2 separate regions of the Ovis aries genome follow, and region 1 is linked to region 2. The links are chromatin contacts, called in public Hi-C maps. All regions are on one chromosome and are shown on one strand. Each heading gives the region's core, a stretch centred on a gene start, on an enhancer-like site or on the middle of the called end of the contact. The rest is flanking DNA. Distances are from core to core; before and after follow the strand shown.

Region 1 (6,673 bases), core at 57-2,556, 53 kb before region 2:
AGAAATTAGCTCTACTGTTGAGAAGAGCAGTGATGGCAAGAATAAGCAAGGTGGGCAAGCACAAGGGGATGTGGGGAGACCAGAGGGAACACAGCATGGGCAATCTGGATAGGAAGAATAACCAAAAATCAGACCTAAGAGCTGAAAGTCTGGACTGCAGAGTCAGGAAGGCCCTGGGCCCAGTGTGTTTCTTACTAGCTATGAGGTTGTGGGCAAGTCATTTTGCTTCTCTGAAGTTTGTTGCTACAGAAAAATAGTTCCTCTGCCTCTTCCGAATTAAAGGAGAGGCAGCAGAGTGCAGGGACTTCCCTGGTAGCTCAGACGGTAAAGAATCCGCTTGCAATGTGAGAGATCTGGGTTCAATCCCTGGGTTGGGAAGATCCCCTGGAAGAAGGCGTGGTAACCCGCTCCAGTCTTCTTGCCTGGAGAATCCCATGGACAGAGGAGTCTGGCTTGGTATAGTCCATGGGGTTGCAAAGAGTCATACATGATTGCATGACTAAGCACAAGCACAGCACTCAGAGTGCAGAGGCCAAGAACCAGTGACTCTGGAGCCAGATGGCTCTGATAGAATCCCAGCACTCACTTTCTCTCAGGCAAACTTTTGAACTTTTCTGTACCTAAGTGTCTTGGGGGTGTTTACAGTGCCTCTGAGGTCTGTTGTGAGATTCAACAGGTTAAAGAGATCCGAAGTGCTTAGAGCTAGCAAGCATTTAATAAGAATTAGCCCTTATTGTTATCATCATCATCATCATTATCCTTATACACATGTAAAGTACATGGTAGATAACCAGTGTTAGTTCCCTTTCCTCTTCCTTTGGAATCTGGCTCTGGGCAAATTGCTTGTGTGCCCATCACTTGAGCGACACCCATAAACAAGCACACTTAATACTGCACAATACCCTGAGTCATCTGTGGGTACCACCCCCTTTCCTCCACCCTCTCTTCCACAGAATCCTGAGTCCAGTTCCCAGTTTTCTACTGACATCTTTCTGGAGGAAATGGAAGTAGCAGGCTTCCCTCAGAGAAGCCTGAATTTCTCTGACAGCCCAAGGGGAGGAAGCTGTGGATGCGAATGCACCTGGTCCCACAGACATCCTTGTAGAGGCAAGAGGTTCCCAGAGGGGGCCTGGGATTGCCATGAGGCTCCATGCCCACCTATACTCCCCAGCAGGGGAATCTTGCTTTCTGCAAGTGTCATCACTGCAGGGACAAGCTGCATGTCCTTGCTCATTCATCTCATGATCAATGCGCAGTGAGGCAGCTGTGGCCAGAGCCTTTGTCCATATATAGAACCAACTGGCCAGGAAGGACAGCCAGCACATTAAGCTGACATCGGCCTGACATCTGTCAGTGGTGACCTCATTAGAACTGAGCTCTTGGCCTTGCAGAATAGTTTGCAGAGGAAGTGAAGGACAAATGAGATCATGACCAGGTAAGTGGGTCAAGACAGGGCCTATGGAAAGAAGCACATCAATAGATTATACAAAAACCTTTTATTTACTGTTTATATTTTGTCTCCTTATCCCTACCCTCTGATCTGGAACCCAGCCAGCTGCTAAACCTCCCTGCTGTCTGGTTCTTGACACTGGGGCCTTGGATGGGGGTAATGAGAGGTGGGAACCTCTTCACTCGCCGACTATGGAAGTTGAAGGAAGCGTTCCTGCCTGGCTGAAATGTCAGCAGCTTCCCAAGGGTAGTTCCTCAGTCAGAGGATAGCATGCATCTCTCTGAGGCCCAGAGGCTTCCCATCACTTGCAGCTTCTCCACCATGCCAGGCTCTATGGCTGAACCAAACCTCTCACCTGGAGATGGAGTCCAGCGGTAAAGGGGTAGGGCGTGGGGGCAGGGTGGAAAATGCTGCAACTCTGCGTCCTAATCAACAAACAGGAAACAGGAAGAGGCTGGCCTGGTTGAACCGAAACGGGAAAGGGGAAAGGAGGGTGCCACAACACCCAGGGTGAGTTACTGGCCTACGGTGGAGCCAGCTGGACACTTTTAAGAGAGGTTACTGCCCCTATGGGAGTAAATACTCCCAGCCCCACAACCAACCGGAAAGGGGAGAAAGGAGCTCTGTCCTCAGGTGGACAAAGGGATAATGACTCAATGAACACTTTTGGTTTGAGAGTGCCAGGGAAGGGCACCCATTGGCACAAACAAGGGCAGCCAGCCCTCATCTGCCAGACAGGGGCTGGCCACCGCAGCCCATGCAAGTATGCATGCAAGCCCATGCAGCCTTGCTTGCACCTTTACCGCCACACTAGGAGCTCTGCATACCCATGAGCCCGCTGGAGCCTGACACTGCCAGCCAGGTGGGGCAGAATCAAGGACCCTAACCTCCAGGGCCCTGCCCCAGTGAGGCCTATCCGTGGAGATGTCAGGGCTCCTTCCTGCAGTCCTGGTGCCGTGAGCCGTCCACACTGAACTCTCCCGGGAAGGCACTGGGCCCTCAGGTGCTCGGGAAGATGAGATCCTGGAGAGAAGCACTCTCAGGGAGGAAGAAAATTCTCCGAACGGTATTTGTTCCTCCTTTCGTTGCAGGTCCTACTCTTCAGGCTCAGAAGTCGGAGTCTGCATCCATGAGTTCCGCCTCCATCAGGTTGGTGCGGGAGTGAACGGGCCCCAGTCCCTGCCGGCGGCCCTGCACCCAGGCCACAGGGGCTGGGGCGCTGGGCTCTGGGCAGAAGGGGTTGGAGACCAGGGTCCAGGCTCCAGGTCGGCAGGATTCCCCAGGTCCCCAGGCGCCTGCAGCCACCAGGCACTTCTGTCGGGGCAGCTGCGGCAGCCGAGGGACTGCACTAGGGGCGGGGGCAGGGCCCAGGGCGGGGAGGTGAAGCTCCGGGGGTGGCACTAGCGGGCACACCTCTTTCTTCCTCTTCCTCCGCTTCTTCTTCCGGCCCAGGCGCTTCTCCAGCTCCGGGGAGATCTCTGCCTCAACCAGCCACAGGTTGGCTTTTTCCTCCGGGGGCACTGACGGTGGGAGAGAGAACAGGAGCCTGGGACTCTAAGCTCTGTGCGCGTGGCACCTTCTCTCCCCGGGCCTCTGCTCTTGGAGCCGGAGACCCATGCCATTGTTCTCCAAAGCCTTCCCCTCCCTCTCCCCTGCCAGCAGCTCCTGGCACTCCACTCCCAGGACTTTCTTCCAGCCTCAACATCCCCCATCTTCCTACAAGAGTGGAAACCCATACCTGGCGTTGCCACTGGGGTGACAGACACATCCTGGGGCAGTATGGCGCCTCTCCGGGCCACCATCTTGGTGACGTGCTGGGCCCAGGCAGAGGACACGTCAGCTGAGGGCTCATTGAGGTCAAAGGCCAAGCCCGCTGTGGGGATGGAAGGAAAGGGCGAGGTGCCATGACTGCCCAGGCCCTCACTGTGACTGCTCCTTCCATATTCGGTACCAGTCACCTTCCCCCAGCCCTTGGCTCCCACTCAATTTAGCAAAGAAAGCCCACCCTGGTGGGCACAGCCAGATCTCTACCCATCCCCAGTCTGAAGGGCATGGGGGCCTGAGGGGACGCCAGAAACCCAGTGCCCGAAACCTGACTTCCTGCAGCCCAGGGAGAATAGCTGCAGAAGATGGTTAAAGGTGAGGGAGATGAGTCCTTTGGAACCAAATCATCAGCAAGCAGACCCAGGGGCAGAAACAGAGAGGGGAGAGTGGCCTGGGATGGAGTGGTGGGGGGGGATGGGGGTGGGGGGTTGGAGAAGAAGGAGTATGTGAACAGAAGAAGGAGCGCCATTCCTCACAGCCTTGCAAACAGACCATGAAGCCACACCAGCCTGGAAGGGAACTGGGAACGTGCTCCAGAGGAGAACAGAGTGGAAGCTCACCCACAGGCCCGTCGTGGGAGACGGTGTGCATGCTGAAGGAGAGCTCCTGGCCTGGGTTCTGCAGCAGCTCCCGCCGCTTGGAGAAGGCCTTGGCAATCATCTTGCTCTTCTTGATCCGTTTGGGTTCATCATCACTCTGCCCCGTCAACCTGAGGGCAGAAAGATGGGGCAGGGAGCATGGAGGAGCAGCCGCTTCCCCTCAAATCTTGCAGAAGACCAGAAAATCCATTCCCTCCAGGAAAGGAGCCTCCAGTGGGCCTCAAGGGCCCTGAAGAGTAGAGGCCTTCTCTGCCAAAAAGGGAGGCTAGAATGCAGGGCTCCTGTGCCCAGCTCTCAAATCACTCCTCTCTTAGAAGACACGAAGGCGCAGCCCTTGGCCCATCCTCGCAAGGACACGAGGTGTCACCAGGGGGCAGTGGTGAGCCACAGGAAAGGCCGCTTTCGGCTGCTAGGCCCCTTAGAAATCACACCTGCTCAAGGCTGCGCCGGGACTTGTGAGACCTGACCGAGCCTACAGGATGCTGAGGCTGAGAGAACGAGGCAGCCAGGTCAGGACGGGCTGCTGCTGACCCCACCTGCACCAGGTGCGCCTCCAGATGAGCAGCGTGGCCTTGGTCCAGACCCAGGTGCTCATGGAAATGCCAGTTCCAAACATGGCAAATAGGTTGATCTTCTCCACCAGGAGGCTGGGGCGGTTCTTGATCTCACAGTCAGGGATGGGCTTCTTGGTGGGCAGCCCGATGGTCACATTGGCCTGGCATCTGTGGCAAGAGGTAGTAGACGGGTGAAGCTTTCTGAGTCTCCCTGGTGGTTGCCCAGACAATCAATCCCAACACTAGAAAGAGTGAAGCCCACATCAATGATTTGCAATCCTAGGTGATCATTAGAGTCACCTGGGAGCTTTTAATGACTCGTGATGTTTGGGCCACACCCCATTCAATGAAATCAAATTTCTGGGGGAGGGACCCAGGCATCAGGTCTGCCCACACACTGGAAGCTGGAGCCTTTAAGGAAAAGTCCGAAGCACTCAGGATTCTAAAAATATATTTATTTATTTATTTGACTTCGAAGGGTCTTAGTTGCAGCATGTGGGAGCCAGCATGTTGCAGTCAGTTCCCTGACTAAGGATCCAATTCAGGCCCCTTCATTGGGGGCACGGAGTCTTAGCCACTGGACCACCATGGAAATCCCAAGAAGCACTCAGGATTTTAATGAGCATTTTAACTCCTATTCCTGGTATCAGTATGGACTGTACTTCTTGAAGTAGCTGAGATGCCTTACCCTCGCAGATTTATCATCAAGTGACACAAAAAAAGCACAGGCAAACCCAGAAAGCATTAATGGGCTGTTAACCTGTTGTCGAGCAATACTATTTCTGTGCAGCAATTTGCAATACGCTCTGTAAAGAGTCCATGAGAAAAAGCGAGATCTGTGGCCAACACAAGAGGTGGGGAGAAGCCAAAACATACAACGGCTTAACAGTTACAAGCGCACCAGCCAGGCAGCCTTGGGGATGAGAGGGAAGGGCGGAGCTGGGCAGCGACCCCAGGGCTGTTGGTCATGTCTGCAGATTACAGAGCAACTAACAGTGTGAGCACCCAGAGCAAGACGAGCAGTTTCTCTCACCCTCTGAGGTTGGAACCTAACAGACCCCTGCTGGACCGCAGAGAGGGGTCTCCAGTGCCCACCACTGCAGGTCCTCAGTCCCCCACTCACAGCACGTAGTCCCGGAAGCTGCGCTCCCACTCAGCCTGGTTGAAGAAGTCGTAGAAGTGGCAGCTGAAGGTGATGAGCACAAAGCCAAAGGCCAGGAAGCCAAAAATGCCTGTGGAGGGTCAGGGGTGGGGCAGGGCGTCACCCATCCCAGGTGTGGGAGCAGCAGTAGGGAGGAGGGTGTTCACCCCACACGGGCCTGAAAGACTCTGGGATGACTTCGTGCTGGGGTCAGTTTAAGAACTGTTTTTTCTACAAACTTATGGTTACCAAGGTGGGGGAAGTGGGGCATGGGTAAATCAGGAGTTTGGGATTAGCAGAGAGAAACTAGTCTATATAAAATAGATAAACAAGGTCCTACTGTATAGCATAGGGAACTATATTCAATATCCTGTGATAAACCATAGTGAAAAGAATATGAAAAAGTATCTATCTATAGATATATATATCTGAGTCACTTTTCTATACACTAGAAATTAACATTGTGATTCAAGTACACGTCAATAAAACATACAAAAGAATCGTTTTCTCCAAAATAAGGTAAGAAATTAGAGGCAGTTAAGGGCTCTAAATAGGCCTCAAGTGTTGACATGAACTTGAATTCTTCCAACTGAGAAGGAAGGTACCTTCCCTTTTGAGCTGCTACCACCAGCATCACCGCCAACACACACACACACACACCACACACACCACACACACACACCACACACACACACACACACACAGAGCCTAGTCTTGCCCCCTGGCTGCTAACTGCTAACTTCAGCCTCCAATACCCTTCCCCAGTGGGCGTGGTGATGGACTGACCCACTCACCCAGACGCAGCATGGTCTCATTGATCTTGCTGGCTGCCTTCTCGCTCAGCAGCCCAGGGTGGTTGCTCTTGATGGAGAACAGGGTCATGACTCCTGAACATAAGGGAAATGGCAGACATTAGTGGGGGCCAGACCACTCTTCTGGGAGGGATGTGTGTGTGGCATTCTAGGAGGGTCCTATGGTCCTGGAGTCCCAGGTCTGATGACTCTTGTGCTGATTTAAAGCTGGAGGAACTGGAGACACTGGAGGGCAGCTGGTGGCAGACATGCTATGGACAGGAAAGACTGGAGCAGGGCAGGCAGACAGTGGA
Region 2 (6,879 bases), core at 4,354-6,853:
AGGTTTTGTTATAACTTCTTGTGTATATATTTTGTTTTACACACTCAACTATAAGCTCCTTGAGGGCAGTTTCTGGTTTTGCACTCTTGCATAGTATTTGTTGTTTGGTTGCTAAGTTGTGTCTGACTCTTTGTGACCCCATGGACTGTAGCTCGCCAGGGTCCTCCATCCATGGGATTTTCCAGGCAAGAATACTAGAGTGGGTTGCCATTTCCTTCTTCAGGGGATCTTCCCGACCCGGTGATCGAACCCATGTCTCCTGCATTGGCAGGCAGATTCTTTACTACTGAGTCACCAGGGAAGCATAGAGCCTGGCAAAAGGGTATGTTCCCCAAATACTGGCTGAAATAATTAAAGGATCAGTGCTACAAACATTTGTCTTAATGTAGAGAAAGCACAGGAAGGGACTCTTCAATGCTGTGGGCCCATAATTACACCATGAAAGCAAATAGGATCCAAGTTAAGGGTGTTACACCAAGTGAAGGGGAACTCAGCACTGGTCTCAAAAGCACTTTTGTTTCAAAATATAACTTCTGACTCATAGCAGCATTATTCACAAGAGCCAAAATACAGAAGTAACCCAAAGTGTGCACCAAAAGACAAATGGATTAACAAAATGTGATATATACGTATGATGGAATATTATTCAGCCTTATAAAGGAAGGAAATTTTGGCACAACCCACAACATAGATGAATGCTGAAGACATGCTAAGTGAAACAAGCCAGTCACAAAAGGACAAACAGTATATTCATTGAGACAGAATTTCATAGAGACAGAAAATAGAACGGTGGTTTTTAGGAGGAGTGGGGAAATGTAGAGTTAGTGTCTAATGGGTATGGAGTTTCAGTTTGGGAAGAAAGTTTTGGAGATGGATAGTGATGATGGCTATAGGACAGTGTAAATGTACTTAGTGCTACAGATCTGTACACTTAAAATGGTAAATTTGATACTATGTATATTTTACCACAGTTTAAAAAATGTAACTTTCTAATTGGTGATATAAAAAAAATCTCCCAGTTTCCCCCAGGAGTAACCACTTATAATGGTTTCTTTTATATCCTTCCATATTCCTTTTGTAAATATGAATACATATTCTTTCCTCTTTTACACAATTGGTTGATTACTATATATACTGTTCTGTGCCAGTAAAAGTACTTTTAAAGATATGTGTAACCCTTTCCCAGAATCCATTACCTATGAGGTAATGAAAAAGCCCACAGACCTTGAGGGTGAGTTGTCTCTTGGGATAGGATTAACGTTTACCCATAGCTTCCCAGACCACTAGATGACCACCCCTCTCTCAACCCGTACCTCCTTCTGGCCAAAATCTATGAGGTTCTGAAGGTCCAAGTCATCTCGGTAGTGCACAATTGCATTATTGATAATCTCACTCACTTTGCCCCGCACCTGCCAGAAACATGAGGAGGGAATCAGAACACAGGACTAGCCCCTAACCTGCTCCCCTGCAGAAACAGCAATAGATGGTGCTCATCTTTCTTTATTTAAGTCAACCTTGAAGTCAGAACCAAGTCCTAGCTGGGAAGAGGGCCAGTTCCGAAGCCCATGCATCCCTGGGCTCCCTGGTACCTGAGGGCAAGAAAACTGCTGATCTGCTGTTGCCATATCTCAGAGCCGCATTTCAAGATAAGCCAATATTTATCCATTTCTGAGTACTATTACACAAAATACTTGACTGATGTAAAGCAGTGAAACTAGTTTGTGTGTGTGTTGAGGGGGTGGATTGTTTTTTAGTAGAAAAGGACTTACTGAGCTAAGACACTGACCTCTAGTGGACATAAGAGAATTGCATCTCTTTCAGTTCAGTTCAGTCGCTCAGTCATGTCCAACTCTTTGCCATCTCATGGACCACAGCACGCCACCCAACTCCCAGAGTTTACCCAAACTCATGTCCATTAAGTCGGTGATGCCATCCAACCATCTTATCCTTTGTCGTCCCCTTCTCCTCCTGCCCTCAATCTTTCCCAGCATCAGGATCGTTTCAAGTGAGTCAGATCTTTGCATCAGGTGGCCAAAGTATTGGAGTTTTAGCTTCAACATCAGTCCTTCCAATGAACACCCAGGACTGATCTCCTTTAGGATGGACTGGTTGGATCTCCTTGCAGTCCAAGGGACCCTCAAAAGTCTTCTCCAACGTTTTTGAGTACAGATCTTTTCTCTGTATCATTTTTAGGATTTTACTAAGTCAGAAGGACTAGGACACTCTGAATTGACTCAGTGGCTCTCAATTTCATAGTTTTTAAGCATGCTCTCTTCCTTCCTGCTTCATTACTTTTCTCAAAATTTCTTATCCATAGTCCTATACTCTGCCCCTGGCAATCATCTGCCCTTTTGGAAAGAAATTCTGGTTTTTAATTAAAAGGGCTGCCACTGAATGGCAGACCATTTCCAGATATGGTGAGAACTGTTCAAAGTCTTGTTTACTTCCCCCTTTTCTTACTTTTGTTTTTCCCAATAAATAATTTTAAAAATAAAAGGCTCTTCATGTTGTCCGTGACCCACTTGATAACTGAATTTTACTCAATCGTTTGCATTAAAGTTTGCAGACTATTTTAACTTTGGGTTCATAGAATTTATTTCCCTGTTGGCCTCTCAGACTGTCAGAGGAAAACACCTTACAATCTTGAAGTCCTCTTTAAATATGGTGACTTTAAAGTGCATTCATTTATCCCTAAGGACAATCTTTCAAAGGCTAATGCTCCTCAGGGGAAGGACCACTGTGGTTAATTAGGCTGAGCACAGGCAGGAACCTTCCCTTCCTCCCTCTGGTTCACATCTGAGTAGGCCTGTGACTCCCAGAGTTACCTTGTCTGAGAAGACGAAGCCCAGGACCCCAGCTGCCAGTTGTAGCAGGAACACGATGGTGAGACAGAGAGAGAACTGTGGGGGAGCAGGTGGCAAAAGGAGACAGTCTGTTACCGCGCTGGGCAGGGGTTTCCCAGGGCCACAGGGACACCTGGGGGCCACAGGCCACTTCTCCCAGACACCCCCCACCCCACAGTGTGGGGCAGCTGCCTCTGGGATGCTGTCCTGGGGGTGCTTGCCCTTGCTGGGTTACCTGGGCTGAGCTCTACAGGGAGGAGTGGCCAGCACAGACCAGGGGGCAGCAAGGGACAAAAGAAACTGAAAGGTTTCAGGAAGGAGAAGCACAGGGAGTGGCCCGGGCCTTCCCAGGGGGGTGCCCCTTACCACTCACCGTCTGCAGGAGGCAGATGTTCTCGCGGAGAGATCCGATGCAGCCGCAGAAGGTGAGCAGGAACATGAGGATGCCCACCACGATCAGCAGGATGGCCGGGTCCACAGCCAGGCAGGCCAGCGCCGCCTCTGGGGGAGGGGCCCTCAGTCTGAGCTGGTGCCCACTGAGCAGGGTGCCAGGGGTGGGGTGGGGTGCCCCCAGAACTGTCCTCCTGCCCTGGTGAGGGACTCTCCAATGTGGCTAGGAAAAGGTTACAGGGAGCAGTACTGCCCTCCCACGGGGAGAACACCAAGGGCCCAGAACAGTCTGTGGCCTTTAATTTGAGGAACTAACAAAGTAAGAGCCTTTATTCCCAGGCTTGAGAGAGGAGGAACCATTTTCGCTCCAGAAAAGAATTAGAATGGCATTAGGCTTGCTGGCTTTTGCATATTCTGTTTCCTGGAGACTTCTTCGTGTAGAGGAATAGGAATGGAGGTTGAGTTTCTCCTAAACAGAGTGAAGGGAGGGCTGAAGCCTCTGGGTAGTCTTTGCACCCAGAAGCCTACCTTCTTCCCTAGATACGCCCTAAGCCTAAAATGCAGGCAGATCTCAGAAGATTCGCAGGAGCTCAGGGAAATCCAGAACTGGCTTGGGTGGCCAGGCGGAGTAAGCCGCCAGGATTTGGCTAGAGGGTGGCGGCCTCCTATAGCTCCACAGCTTCTGTGAGGAGGAGGGCTGAAGGGCCAGGGCTGAAAGAGGCAGAGGAGAAAGGGGCAGGCAAGAGTCAGGGGGAGATGGACAGGAACTGTAGCTCACCTGCGTGCTTCATCAGCCGAGCGTAGACACCCACAGCCACCATCACCATGGAAATCACCTGTGGAGACAGGGAAGGAGCCACACACTGAGGTTTTGGAAATCGGGGAGCCCTGAGAGTTGTGAGTAACCTTGGAGGAGAGGAGGAGGATGACGACTCTTCCTGGACCAGGAATGAGCATCTTCCCCACCCCCCCTCCTCCTAGTGATACTGTTGATAGAATCCAGCAGGGCATTACCTCCATGAAAAGCCTGTATCAGGATGATCACATTTAATTCTTACAACACAGTTATCTGGTGAGGCAGCTATTCTCCCCATCTTACAGATGAGGAAGTTAAGGCAATGCAAGGTTAATACAGAAGAGCAGTTAGGAACATGGGCTTCAGAGTGAGGAGGATCTGAGCCCATGCTGGACAACCCTCTGAACTTCAGTCTCCATATCTGGGAGTCTGTTTGTTTTCGTGGTCGTCGCTCTTTCGGCTGTGTCGGGTCTTCGTTCCCGTGTAGCTGCAGTGAGCAGAGGCTGCTCTTTGTTGCGGTGCGTGGGCTCCTCACTGCAGTGGCTGCTCTGCTGCACAGCACAGGCTCTAGGCTCACAGGCTCAGTAGTTGCGGCTCTCAGACTCTAGAGCGAGGGCTAAGTAGCTGTGGCACAGAGGCTTAGCTGCCCTGAAGCATGTGGAATCTTCCTGGACCAGGGATCAAACCCATCTCCTCTGCATTAGCAGGTGGATTCTTAACCACTGGACCAGCAGGGAAGTCCCTGAGGATGGGCATTTAAAACAACTATATCTAATAAGATTACTGTGAAGATGAAATAAAAGAATGCATGGAAAGCATTTAACAAGATGCCTAGTAATAAATATTATCTATCATTACTAATTGGGGCTTCTCAGGTGGCTCAGTGGTAAAGAATCTGCCTGCCAAGCAGGAGATGTGAGGGTTTGATCCTTGTGCTGGGAAGATCCCTTGGAGAAAGAAATGGCAACCCACTCCAGTATTCTTGCCTAGGAAATTCCATGGACAGAGGAGCCTCATGGGCTGCAGTCCATGGGGTCACAAAAGAGTCAGACACGACTTAGCGACTAACAACAAATCATTACTAATGATTAACTTGCCTGGGGTCACATAGAAACTGTGAAGTTCTGAATTTGAATCCAACTACTTCAAAGAGAAGGTCTTCAAGCTGAAGCAGGCCTGAGTAGAATCTCCCAGGTCTCTAACTCTCTTGCGGGTCAACGTGGTGTCAAATGTAAAAATGAAAGTGCAAACCAGAGTGGAAGAATGCTTGCACATGAATGCCTTGGTGTAAAATAGCAGAACTACCTTACAAAGGAAACTTTATAACGTCTGATTCCAGGGTGTGGAAACAGAGAAGTTTAGACCTTTCAAACTTCCTGGCTTCTCTCTGAGAAAACAAACCCATCAAAGACCACCAGGGCTCCCTAAAGGGGCTTTCCCTGTGCCCTTGCCGCAGGCCTCCAGGAGTGCAGGGTGACCCCGTGTGCGCACCCTTCCTTTATGCCCAGTTCCCAGGCTGGTGCTAAGCAGCAGCTGGCTGTCACCATGGCAATAGCTGGGGCCACACTCTGGCTGGAGGGAGTTCTCAGCAGGAACTTGACCAGTTCAGTGGGGAAGGACAGGGCTGGCTGGACTCCACTGTCCTGCAAGACAGAGACCAGCTGGGAAGAAACATCTTGGGGCTTTGGTGGGAGAAGGGAATTGAGCCCCTGTAGCAGGACAACAGGTCAGACTAGTCCCTCAGTAGAGAGAGATTTTCTTTAGTGAACTCTACCAGCTGGCGCATTCAGCAGGAAATGGGAAAACCTTGTCTAAAACCATGTCTTTTAAGACCCTTCTCCTTGGTCCCCAATCGTCTGACATCACCTCTGCCTCGGGGCCCCATGCGTTATGTGCTGGCCCTCACACTCTGTGTCCAGGAGCGAGGGAGCTGCTTGCAGAGAGCTGTGGGAGGGTCTGGAGGTGCCAGCTGGCTTCTTATCCCACAGCACAGCCAGGCTCAGGGAGCACGGGGCAGTGGGTGGGAGGTGAGGAAAACCCACAACAGAGATCCCGATCATCCCGCAGACCCAGAGACACAAGCCCTTTGCCAGAGCGATCAGGCATCTCTGTCTGCCCTTTAAAACTCACCACAGCCAATTCTGGTTCTGAACATCACTTTACTGAGTCATTTAAAAATATGTATCTGCTCTTTATTTAAACAGGCTCCTTACTGTTTTTTCACATGTTAGATTTTCACTGGGGTGTATAACTTTTCACAGAGACAGTCTCTGATTAAATCCCTGCACAGCTAAAACAAGAAAGGCAAAGTAAAGAGATGCCATGTGTCCCAGGGTAAGTAATTCCATGGGTGGGCTTTTAATTATAGCAGCTATTCTGTCTCTATCTGCGGTAGGTAGAACAGTGTCCCCCCCAAGAGATGTCCTGTCGTAATTCCCAAAACCCGTGAAAATGTTACCTTACACGGCTGTGCAAATGTGATTCACTTAAGGACCTTACGATGGGGGGATTATCCCAGTGAGCCCAATATAATCACAAGGAACCTTATAAAAAGGAGGCAAGAGGGTCAGAGTAGAGGAGGAGATGTGTATGAGAACAGAAGCAGGGGCTGAAGTGTGTGCCATAAGCCAAGGACCATGAATAGCCTCTAAAAGCTGGAGAAGGCAAGGAACTAGATTCTTCCTTAAAGCCTCCAGAGGGAATCATGCTTCTCTGACATCTTGATTTCAGCTCAATGAGACCTGTTTTGGACTTCTGACCTCCAGAACTATAAGAAAACTAATTGTGTTATATTAAACCATTCAGTTTGTGGCAATTTGTTAACAACAGTAATAGGAAACAAATACACTC

What was found. Hi-C and Micro-C count contacts between places; a contact is called where the count stands out from the background.
Region 1: a Hi-C map of hypothalamus shows a contact between it and region 2, with 2.8 times the contacts expected there. The contact joins two enhancer-like sites. A contact is called at or near these places in 11 of 16 Hi-C or Micro-C datasets (blood, hypothalamus, liver and 7 more).

The regions. Positions count from the first base shown.
Region 1 is chr4:94,822,659-94,829,331 of ARS-UI_Ramb_v3.0, reverse strand. SMO (smoothened, frizzled class receptor) reads right to left here. Exons shown (of 12, transcript XM_027968796.3): 7 at 6,363-6,455; 8 at 5,551-5,659; 9 at 4,410-4,595; 10 at 3,835-3,983; 11 at 3,189-3,323; 12 at 1,482-2,970. The coding sequence ends at 2,558. Among named protein-coding and RNA genes, the nearest start is that of AHCYL2, 11 kb to the left of the region's middle. Within about 2 kb of position 1,306, at least 1 of the 54 cell types and tissues checked has an H3K27ac peak or open chromatin away from gene starts, as enhancers often do. A contact at or near this core is called in hypothalamus, where this site is marked.
Region 2 is chr4:94,773,840-94,780,718 of ARS-UI_Ramb_v3.0, reverse strand. TSPAN33 (tetraspanin 33) reads right to left here. Exons shown (of 8, transcript XM_027968795.2): 2 at 4,012-4,069; 3 at 3,217-3,344; 4 at 2,826-2,900; 5 at 1,314-1,409. LOC132659762 (a long non-coding RNA gene) reads left to right here. Exons shown (of 2, transcript XR_009600531.1): 2 at 1-2,496. Among named protein-coding and RNA genes, the nearest start is that of TSPAN33, 15 kb to the right of the region's middle. Within about 2 kb of position 5,603, at least 4 of the 54 cell types and tissues checked have an H3K27ac peak or open chromatin away from gene starts, as enhancers often do. A contact at or near this core is called in hypothalamus, where this site is marked.